Linked DNA regions of Mustela erminea: region 2 is linked to region 1. The links are chromatin contacts, called in public Hi-C maps. All regions are on one chromosome and are shown on one strand. Each heading gives the region's core, a stretch centred on a gene start, on an enhancer-like site or on the middle of the called end of the contact. The rest is flanking DNA. Distances are from core to core; before and after follow the strand shown.

What was found. A called contact is a pair of places that touch in the nucleus more often than the background predicts.
Region 2: a contact with region 1 is called in a Hi-C map of fibroblasts, with 6 times the contacts expected there. The contact joins the enhancer-like site here to the promoter of SLC30A1 in region 1. A contact is called at or near these places in 2 of 3 Hi-C or Micro-C datasets (fibroblasts and spleen).

What each region holds. Positions count from the first base shown.
Region 1 is chr17:12,297,277-12,302,169 of mMusErm1.Pri, reverse strand. SLC30A1 (zinc transporter 1) reads left to right here and starts at 1,947. Exons shown (of 2, transcript XM_032318406.1): 1 at 1,947-3,215; 2 at 4,869-4,893. The coding sequence starts at 2,600.
Region 2 is chr17:12,371,963-12,377,325 of mMusErm1.Pri, reverse strand. No RefSeq gene overlaps it. Among named protein-coding and RNA genes, the nearest start is that of NEK2, 18 kb to the left of the region's middle. Within about 2 kb of position 3,260, the one cell type or tissue checked has open chromatin away from gene starts, as enhancers often do. A contact at or near this core is called in fibroblasts, where this site is marked.

The DNA of each region.
Region 1 (4,893 bases), core at 698-3,197:
GAACAGAAATAGAAGACAAGGATCCTGCTTTGCAGTTTGGTTGGAGAAATGAGAAACACACCACATACAAATGGGGAAAAAAAAGAAAAAAAAACAGAAATAGAAATATTTTTTTAAAATGCAAAACAACATGGCTCCAAACTAGCCTTATATATAGATCCTGAGGCACTGGCTAGCACTGCTCTGCTCTAGCAATCCAGAACAGTGGGGTTTCTTCCTCCTGTTCTGGGGCTGTGGTGAGGCCTTTAGGGGTCCTCCTTTGCTTTCTCTGATTCCAGCCTCCCCTCCACTTTAGGAACTGGAAATCTTCACTTCCAGATGGACTAATCCCCGCTCAGAGCACAGTGAATATGTATGCACTCTAAACTAGTGTCGGCACAATTAATTGAGTATTTCATCGTAACTTAAACATTTTGTGTGTTTATATTTTACCTCCACCTGGACAGAAGCTCATTCTTCTGTATTCTTAACTGCCCCTCCCCTTCCCCATAGCAACCAACACAGGGTTCAGCTCCTTGTAGTCTATAAATAAAATGTTTGTTAAATCATAGAGCCTTAGAATTTTAGACTCAGAAAGAATCTTAGGAGTTCCTCTTGCCCAATCCTTTACGTGACGGATGAAGAAACAGGTCTAGAGAGATTAGTTGACTCTCCCAAAGTCACACAGCTGGCTAGTGACAAAGCAAGGACCAGAACCCGGTTTGCTCCTGCTTGACGTCTGTACCCTAAATTGTCTTTAGATAATCAGTGACAGAAATATCTGATGTTACACAAAGTCTCCTAGGGATGGTGGTGAGAGGGTTGGTCTGCTTTACTGAAACATTTTCAGAGGTTCAGTTCAGGTTCCATGCAGGCCCAGGTTGTTGTCCCCTTTTCAACAGAAGGATGCACCTGGGAGCCCCATACCCACCGGCTCCCCTTCTCGCCACCACCCCACCCCCCGCCCCCCGCCGGCTGCCATTGACCACACAGCGGTCTGGGTCTCTGGTCTCTTCTATTGATGCCGAGGCCGGCCAGTGGCAGCTGCCAGAGGGAGGGTCTCAGGCCCCTCGCCAGGGCAGGGCGGTCCGGCGTGGGGGCGGGGAGCTTTGGCTTCGCGGAGAAATCATTCAAGAGCAAGCCGTTTAGGGAAAGGGACAGAGGTGTATCTAGAAGAAAGGGGCTACATCATAGACAAAAGAGCGGCCTTTCCTCCCAGGTGAGGAAGAAGACCCCCTTTGCCTCTAACGGTTTTGTAAGTTTTGTTTGTTTTTTTAAATGTCTGACGTATAGGAATGGGCTTACTGCTGGACTTATCACTTACACTGAGCGGTGTTTTTCTGTTGTCTTAGGGTTGTGGAATTACCCACAGGGAGCAATTTTAAGAATGTCCAGCCTCTATGACTCTTACTGCCAGAGGGAGTCGGGTCTTGTGGTCTTTCATGAGTGGGATCTTGTGACTCTTTTTATGACCTGCTGACTTTTAGGTTAAGGGTCAGCCTAAATACCAAAATGGCTTTACTTTGGTCAACTTGTCTCCCGAGCCTCCCTTCACCACGTGGATTCAGCTCGGAGGATCAAAGTCTGTTTGCTGCCTGGCCCCCGTTGGTGTGCGGGCCGCCGCGAGGATCCGCAGGGCCTGAGCAGCGGCCCCGCCACGCCGGGGGACCCCGCCTGCCCCTCCCCCTCCTGCTGCACGCGGCCCGCGCCCCCTACCCTCCCCCACGACGCCCGCCGCTGCACCCGGCCGCGGCCCCCGGCCCACGCCCGGCTCCTGGAGGGAAAGGCCCCGCCCCCATCTGTTGGCGCCTCGACAACGCCCCCTCCCGCCCCGCCGAGCCTCCATCCAATAGCGAGCGCGGGTGGGCGGGGTGCGGAGGCTGTCGTGAGGGGGTTCTGGCCAATGGGAAAGCGAGCCGGGCCTGGTGGGCGGGGCACCGAGGCCTTGTCACGCTCGGGTCCGTGTGAAAACGGGGGTTCCGAGTGCAAAGCAAAGTTTTTTTGTAAACCGTCTGCAAAGGCGGGGGGGTGAAGAAGGCGCCGGAGACCGGGCCGAGTGCAGCTGCCGGAGCCGCCGCCTTTTTAGCTCTTCAGGCGTCGGCTTCCCGGTTCGAGCCATAGCGGAGGAGACCAGCGAGGGGAAGACTGCGTGGAGAGCCCTGCAGATGCTCGGAGCCTTCGTAGCGCGGAGCTGCCCGTCGCCCGCCCCCGCCGCTCGCCTGCTCCTGCTCCTGCTCCGGCTCTTCGTCCCCGGGCTCCGGGAGCCCCGGCTCCCCGCCGCCGCAGCCGCCGCCTCGGCCTCTGCTGCCCCGCTGGGGGTGTGGGGACTGCTGGGGTTGAGCCGGGCCTCCGCGCCGGCTCCGAGCACGGACGCCTGAGGAGCTACGCGCCGCCGGCCCGCCGGGGACGCCCTCAGGCGCGGGGGCTCCGGGGCTTGACCCCGGGCTCGTCCCCGTCCGGTCGCGGAGGCCACTCAGCGGTTTCCCGAGCGGCCCGGTTGGGCGGCGAGAGCCCCGCGCCGTCCTCCCGCCTCCGCCGCCGGGTCGCCGGCCGCCAGCGAGTCGCCGCCACCGCCAGTGTAGCCGCCCGGCCGCGCTCGGCGGGCCCGTGAACCGCAGCCATGGGGTGCTGGGGTCGGAACCGGGGCCGGCTGTTGTGCATGCTGATGCTGACCTTCATGTTCATGGTGCTGGAGGTGGTGGTGAGCCGGGTGACCTCGTCGCTGGCGATGCTCTCCGACTCCTTTCACATGCTGTCGGACGTGCTGGCGCTGGTGGTGGCGCTGGTGGCGGAGCGCTTCGCCCGGCGGACCCACGCCACCCAGAAGAACACGTTCGGCTGGATCCGGGCCGAAGTGATGGGGGCTCTGGTGAACGCCATCTTCCTGACCGGCCTCTGCTTCGCCATCCTGCTGGAGGCCATCGAGCGCTTCATCGAGCCGCACGAGATGCAGCAGCCGCTGGTGGTCCTCGGGGTCGGCGTGGCCGGGCTGCTGGTTAACGTGATGGGGCTCTGCCTCTTCCACCATCACAGTGGCTTCGGCAACAACTCCGGCCACGGCCACTCGCACGGGGGTCACGGCCACGGCCACTCCAAGGGGGTCCGCAGCAAGAGTAACCGCACCGGGGACAGCGACGGCAACGTGACCTCGGGCGACCAGAGGCCCGACCAGGAGGAGACCAACACCCTGGTGTCCAATAGCAGCAACTCCAACGGGCTGAAACTGGACCGGCCAGGTGAGGAGAGAGTGGCCACCGCAGGTGGCTGGGTCAGGGGGTGCCCGGACCCTAGCCTGGCCCTGGGCGGGATGGCCCGCACGCCCCCTGGTGCCCGCGCCGGCCGGCACCGCGCTGCCGCCGCCGACTCTAGCCCTCCTGGTCCCGCACCCGCAGGGCACACGAGGAGACAGGACCTCTTTCGGCCGGGGCGCGCGGCTGGGGGTGGCGGTGGGGACTGTGTGGTTTGGACCGTGGGGAAAGGGTCGGGAGGGGACCGTCAGTCAGCCCGCTGCGATGCACGGCTGCACTTGGACGCCCTGACCAGCAGTCCTTTCGAGAGACCGATTTTGGTTTTCACGGAATCAAAAGTGCTTCCTAAATAAATTTCTCGCCCCCACCCCTTGGGAAACGGAGAGGATCCCCAGTTTCTCCTTAGTGGTTGGCCATTTGAAACATTGCCCTGCCCAAGCGGTTCTTGTGCCCGTCAAACAAGTTTCTCAGTATTACATGCAGAGCTAGGTAGCCATGGGCTTTCCTGAGCTCAAAACACTGCTTAAAGGTTTCTTGCCAGAACGGCAATGTATATTTCAGTTAATTATCTGAAGTTTGAGCTTAATCCTGCAAATCCTTCATTTAGGGCCAGTTTGGTCATGTTTAACGTTTCACTTAGGACTTTCCCAAATCATACCAAAATAAAAGTGATGGTAACTTACTCATCTTTTTTACTGGTTGCTTTCATTCTAAATATAATTGCTCTTGAAGGCAATTTGGAAAATGTTGGAAGACAAGAGCTGGGAAAAGGAATCAACCAAAGCCCACTACCCAGGCTCTAATGACATTAACAGTTTGGTGTATTTCCTTCTAATTTTGTTCATTTACATTTATTTGCTTAGTGGTATGATACTATGTAGACAGCTTGTTCTTTTTTGAAGATGCAGGATATCATGTTAATGAAACTGAACTCGTATATTTAATAAACAATTGAATATCCCTCACTTCCACTCTGCAAGGTGTTATTCCAAAGAAAATTAAGCTCTTCTCGTGTATATAGCAATTCCTTGTAAGAGATGGGTGCATTTGGTTTAAGAGCCTGTAGGGTAGATAGAGCATTATTTCACATTTTCCTGAAGTTTATCATCGTTGATGGGTTTATATTGCTGATTTGTCCGTTTCTAAACCCTCTCCACCAGGAGACTCTGGTTTATATTCATGACAAAAGTTTGAGTTAGCCACAACACACCTTCATGACAAAGAGTGACTAGAGCTCTGTCAAATCAGGCATTTGTGGTAGACTTCTCCATAATTGGCATTTAGTTTATGGGGGATAACATTCAATTTTATGTGTTCTTGTGCTTTTGTATATGCCAAAAAGCATAGGGGAATGTTCTCAGGACCCCCCACCCCCACAGAAAAGATGAACTTTTTTTGGAGGTGGGGAGGTAAGAGGGTGGTTCAGTTAGGGAATTAGTATCTTCCTAATGACTTATTTAACCCTAGCTGCTATGCCCTGGCTTGTCACCAGCATATCATTTTATACTAAACTGCCCTGGGCACATTTTTAAATTATGTTCCATGGAAATTTTCATCTCTTTCACTAAAATGGAATTAGATGAAGGTGTTTGTATAACACTTTAGATGTATCTGTTACAGCATTTTTTTCTTTCTTTGTAGATCCAGAAAAGTCCGGAAATGATGC
Region 2 (5,363 bases), core at 2,011-4,510, 74 kb before region 1:
AAAATGTAGGGCTCTTTAAACAAAAAGCAGGAAATAAATACCATTAAAAGTACATGAAAACCTTGTCCTTTTTATAAGGTCTCTCTGCTTACAGTGTTATTTGTTACTTAATGTTTAAAGTAAAGAAAAGATTGTGAATTATTAGCATGAATTTAGCACTCCTCTTTTATATCATGCCATAGCAGTTTTAAATGTAAACAGCGCATTTTGTGCATGTGTAGAATCTGTATTTTGTGGCTCATCCGGGTGGGTGCCTCAAAGCTGGGCATAAGAGACACACACTGATCCCTGTGACTGGCGTCTAGGGACCCCTGGCTGGGTGCTTGCCCAGTTCCTCATCCCTCCAGCCTCCAGACCTGCCTACTGTCAGGCTGGAGCAGCCCAGCCAGGCATCGACCCCTCGGACCCACGTACAGCAGATAGGTCGCTCCTAAGCATCCTTATACCTCTACGCTGGGATTTTCTTCGTACCTGGATAAGGGTTCTTGGATCGTCCCTGTCAAGATAAGGTCTCCAGTGGTCACCCACCAGCCTTGCCATGGAGTTGCCAGCCTGGGAGGTGGGGATGGGGAAGGCCTGGGGGCAGGGGGGGCACTGCTCTCATGTCCCGTCCTGTGAGGCCTCAGGCCCCCAACCCTGACCTCTCCCTTGCCCATGTACAGGCCCCTCTGGAAGCAGAATGTGTCAGTGGTCATGGGACACAGGTAAGATGGGAAAGCCAGAGGGGGGCTGTTGCACCAGGGAGTGGGGGAGCTGGTAGCGGGAGGCAGACCCTCCAAGGAACTGAGGCTCTAAGCCCCTATAGGTGCCGTGGTCCCATCAAACTTGACTTAAAAAAACACACATCCAAAGATACAATGATTCAAATTTTCGAGATTGCAAGCAAAGAGCTTTAAACCCTGGGTCCCGGGCTCCTTCTGAGAGCCACGTCCTCCTATGTGTGGAGCCTGGGTGTCTGCACTGGTCTCACCCTCAGGAAACCCTTGCTACCTTAGGAAAACATTTTCCTTTTCATTTCTGAGTCTGTGATGACTTTTCCCCACCTCAGACTCCACCTTCACTTTCATTCCTTCTTCATTGAATCAACAAACAATTATTGAGCACCAGCTATAAGCCAGGCACGGTTGCAGGCGCTGCAGATACAGCAATGGAGAAATACGGAAATCTTGCCCTCCTGGAGATCCCACTGAACTGGGGCTAGAGAGGAAGCAAGCACGTTCAAGGTGTGCTTGTTCTAAGGAGCAGAGTGACCTTGGAGAAGGGGAGCAGAGGAATCAGGGTGCGATTTTAGAAGAGATAGTCGTTAGTGTGTAGGATGAGAAGGAAGCTGACTGTAGGTTAGGGTTTAGGTGGGGTTGGGGGAGAAAAGGAAGAGCGAGTTTTGAGTGATGCCGGGGGGGGGGGGGGGGGGGGGGGGGGGGGGAGAAGAAGGCCCGGCCAGCAGGGGGCGGGTGGGAAACTGAGCACGACTGGGAATCACGCCCTAGCACAGAACTTGAAAAGACACAGGCACTTGGAAATTGAGCACAGACGTTCTCACCAGCTTGAGCCAACGCTAATAAAACCTTGCTTCCTGCTCACCTCTAAAGCTGGGAATGCCTGGGAATATTTGGGCAATGATAACAGATGAAAGGTGATCTCTGATGGCGGGAAGGGGAGAGCCCTCCCAAATGATCTTTCTCTGGCAACTCTAAGACCCTTGTAAGATGCTTTGCTGGACACCAATCCCATACTCACCATTACAGACTTTACATATTTAAACAACGAGCTTTATCAAGCACGGTTGGTTCCTGGGCATTGGGGAAAAAAGGGTGTTTGGATCTGATTAAGTACTGCTGTGAGCATCAGCCACAAGGTGGCGCCATGGCTCCGTTAGACCAGGCTCCGACGCGGGCCTGCGGCTTTGGCAATCGGTCGTTACGGAGAGATTCCTTGGCAGGCTTTGGTTAAATGTCTTATTCCTTTTACTTCATCCATTTCTCACAACGCCCCCCGAGAAATGCGCATCATTAGCGTCACATTCACACGGGGAAGCTGAAGCTCAGGGTTCGCAGCTGGGGAGATGCACAGCTGGTTTCTGGACTGTTCTTGACTCCAGAGCTCATGGTCCTGAGTAGGACCCTCCACTGCCTGCCTGCACAAGACCGCAAAGGGTCCGTTTTGTCCCCAAACCATCTAGTTTCCCGTAAGGATGGGGGTGGTCACAGTCCCTGGGCTTTAGCAAGGACATTTGCATCACCAAGGGAGGGGGGAGTGGAGCAGGCATGGTAGGGGCCAGTGGCCTTTCCGATCTGTGTGCTGGGATGGACAGGTTGGTGTTGGAGGACGGAGGCGGAGAGGTGGCTTTCGAGGGATCCCAGTAGGACCCCAGGCCTAATGGCTTCAGACCAGTCGCTTTACCTCCTTTCCCCAGCATCTTCCATTCCACCTCCTGGCGCTCCACGCCCTCCAAAGCCCAGCCTAGAGGGCTGCTTCCTCCTCAGCCCTCCCCCGCCCTCCCCTGGGGTATTTGATGTTTCTAGCTGACCTTCGGCCTTCCAGGACAAAGCCCATTTCTCCAGGCCAGCCGGTTCCCTCAAAGACTGGAGGGAAGCCTGCCCCCTGCAACGAACTGAGGATATTCTGTAAAAGGTGACACAAGGCAGCTGTTTAAAAAACAGAGAGGGGCGCCTGGGTGGCTCAGTGGGTTAAAAAGCCTCTGCCTTCAGCTAAGGTCATAATCCCAGGGTCCTGGAATCGAGCCCCACATCGGGCTCTCTGCTTGGCGGGGAGCCTGCTTCCCCCCTCTATCTCTGCCTACTAGTGATCTCTCTCTGTGCCAAATAAATAAATAAAATCTTTAAAAAAAAAAAAAGAATGAGAATTTCTGTCGCCCATCAAGAGAGAATGCTCGTTCACTGGGACCGGGTGGCTGGCAAGACAGGCTCCACGTTGGATGGATGGCTTTCACCAAGGAGGATGAGGGGAGCGACCCTCCTAGAAGGATGGCTAGCTGATGGAGTCTGGGGGTGTGAGGCAAGCCTTTCCCACCCCCCCACCGGGTCACTCTGCCCCGCCCCCACCCCCATGGAGGAGCAGAGGTCAGCCGCTCCGAAGCCTCTTACCTCTGAAAGGTTGGATTCCACACCGCCTTCAGAGGGACCAGTAGGGGCACCCTTGCTTGCTTCACCGAGGCTCCTCAGCTACATTTCTGAGGCCACAACCATGGCAACTCTGCTTGAGCTGCTAAAACCCCAGGCTTGTGAGGCTGCCCCATCTCTCCCTACAACGGCCCAGCCAGGGAGCAAATATCCCCTTCACCCACGTGCCCAGACTTTCTCTGAAGCAACACACTGGCCCTTTTGATGCAACGAGGCATTCTGTAATCTTAGTCACACATTCACAGGACATGTTCACAGTGGCTGACTTTATTCACTACACTGAAAAAAATCAGTCTTCCCTTAAATTATGAAGTGATAACATCAGTGTAAAAAGCTCTCACAGTATGGAAGTATATATAGTAAAAATTAAGCAATAAAAAAGTTCTGTCACCCGTAACCCCATTTTTTCTCTCTCTTTCCAGAAGTAGCTGTTAATAATCTGGTGTTTGAGGTTTCCTTCAAGACCTCCTGTGTGTGTGTGTGCGTGTGTGTGTGTATGTGTACGTGTATGCATATGACTGTGTATTTAAAACATACAAATTGGGGGCACCTGGGTGGCTCAGTCCATTAAGCGTCTGCCTTCAGCTCAGGTCATGATCCCATGGTCCTGGGATCGAGCCCTGAATCGGGCTGCCTGCTCAGTGGAAAGTCTGCTTCTCCCTCTCCCTCTGCCTGCCACTTTGCCTACTTGTGCTCTCTCTTTCTGTCAAATAAATGAAAAAATCTTAAAAAAAAAAACAACACAAAAATTGGATCTTAATCCATATACTGTGTTTTAATTTGCCTTTTTCAACTAAAGATAACTTTTTCTTGTCGGTACATATAAATTCTCTTATTCTTAAATAGGTGCTTGGTGTCATCTTCCGCATTCATCCTAAATTTGTTCTCGGAGGGCAGGCTCACTTTGAGTTTTGAGGGTACCAGCTTGCCTGGAGCACCCAACAAGGTGGGGAACATAGCCCCTGCCTTAAGAACTTAGGGCCTTGGGGGCGAGGCAGACACACCCCATTGAAACACACACTCCCACAAAGCAGTGTCCCTGCTCCATTCACAGAATCACTAGCCCCAGCTCTGTTCTCAAGAACCTTCATCGTCGGGGCTCCTGGGTGGCTCAGTGGGTTAGGCCTCTGCCTTTGACTCAGGGCATGATCCCAGGGTCCTGGGATCCAGCCCCGCACCAGGCTCTCTGCTCAGTGGGGAGCCTGCTTCCCCCCCACCTCTCTGCCTCCCTCTCTGCCTACTTGTGATCTCTGTCTGTCAAATAGATAAATAAAATCTTAAAAAAAAAAAAGGACCTTCATCATCAATTAACTGGGGGAAATAGTGGGCCTAGCATAAACAAGCCTTCCAGCTAGCGTTTGGCCACTGGGCAAATCCCCATAATGCCTGGTGGAGAGTTCTGGGGCCCAGCAGAAACCAATATGTGTCTCTCTGCGGCTCCCTCTCAGCAGTGTTGGCGCACCTTCCATGAGAGCCCTTCTGGGGGCCCAGCTCTGAATGCAGAGAGCCAAGACCCCCAACTTAGGCACTCAGCCGCTGCCCTTGGCTCGTGTCTCGAGCCTCTCCGAGGCTCACTTTCCTCCTCCTGAAAAAAGAGACCATGATCCCGGTGAAGGTGAAGTGAGACGAAATGCGGTCAAGGACCTAGAACGGTACCTGCCTGTAAATTTCTTCCACCTGGTTTCAGAAGAGATTTAAAGGGACTAATAAAGGGAAGATGGGTTTTAATAAAATGCTTATACGGAACGTGAGGAGGAAGGATGGAAGCAGGAACGAGCCACGTGAGGGGATCACACAGAATCACACACTTACCACTGGTGGGCCGTGGATTTGACTGGAAGCTTCCCGGCAGCAAATGGGGGGGGGAAGTGCTTAGTTATCCCCTATAGACCTGGAGGACGAAGGCAGGTGTCTGCTTGCTCAAAGAGTGTACAGCTGTCTGGGACTCTCACGCCCTAACAGAGGGGAGGACGCTCCTAGGTGACATCTCGGCAGCCCGTGTGACACCGAGGCCCCAGCGCTTTCTCCCGTCCTGTCCACGCAGACTACTGGCGTCCCCCGCACCCATGTCCATGGAAGTGACAGGTGCTGGGGCAAGATTTCTGGGTCCACGGCATCGGGAAGTTGGGCTTTGGAAGTGGCAAAAAGGATTTCCTAAATTTGCTGAAGCCCCAAGAATATCAAGGCCCAGGACCTGAGGGCCAGAGTACAGAGCCCGAGGCC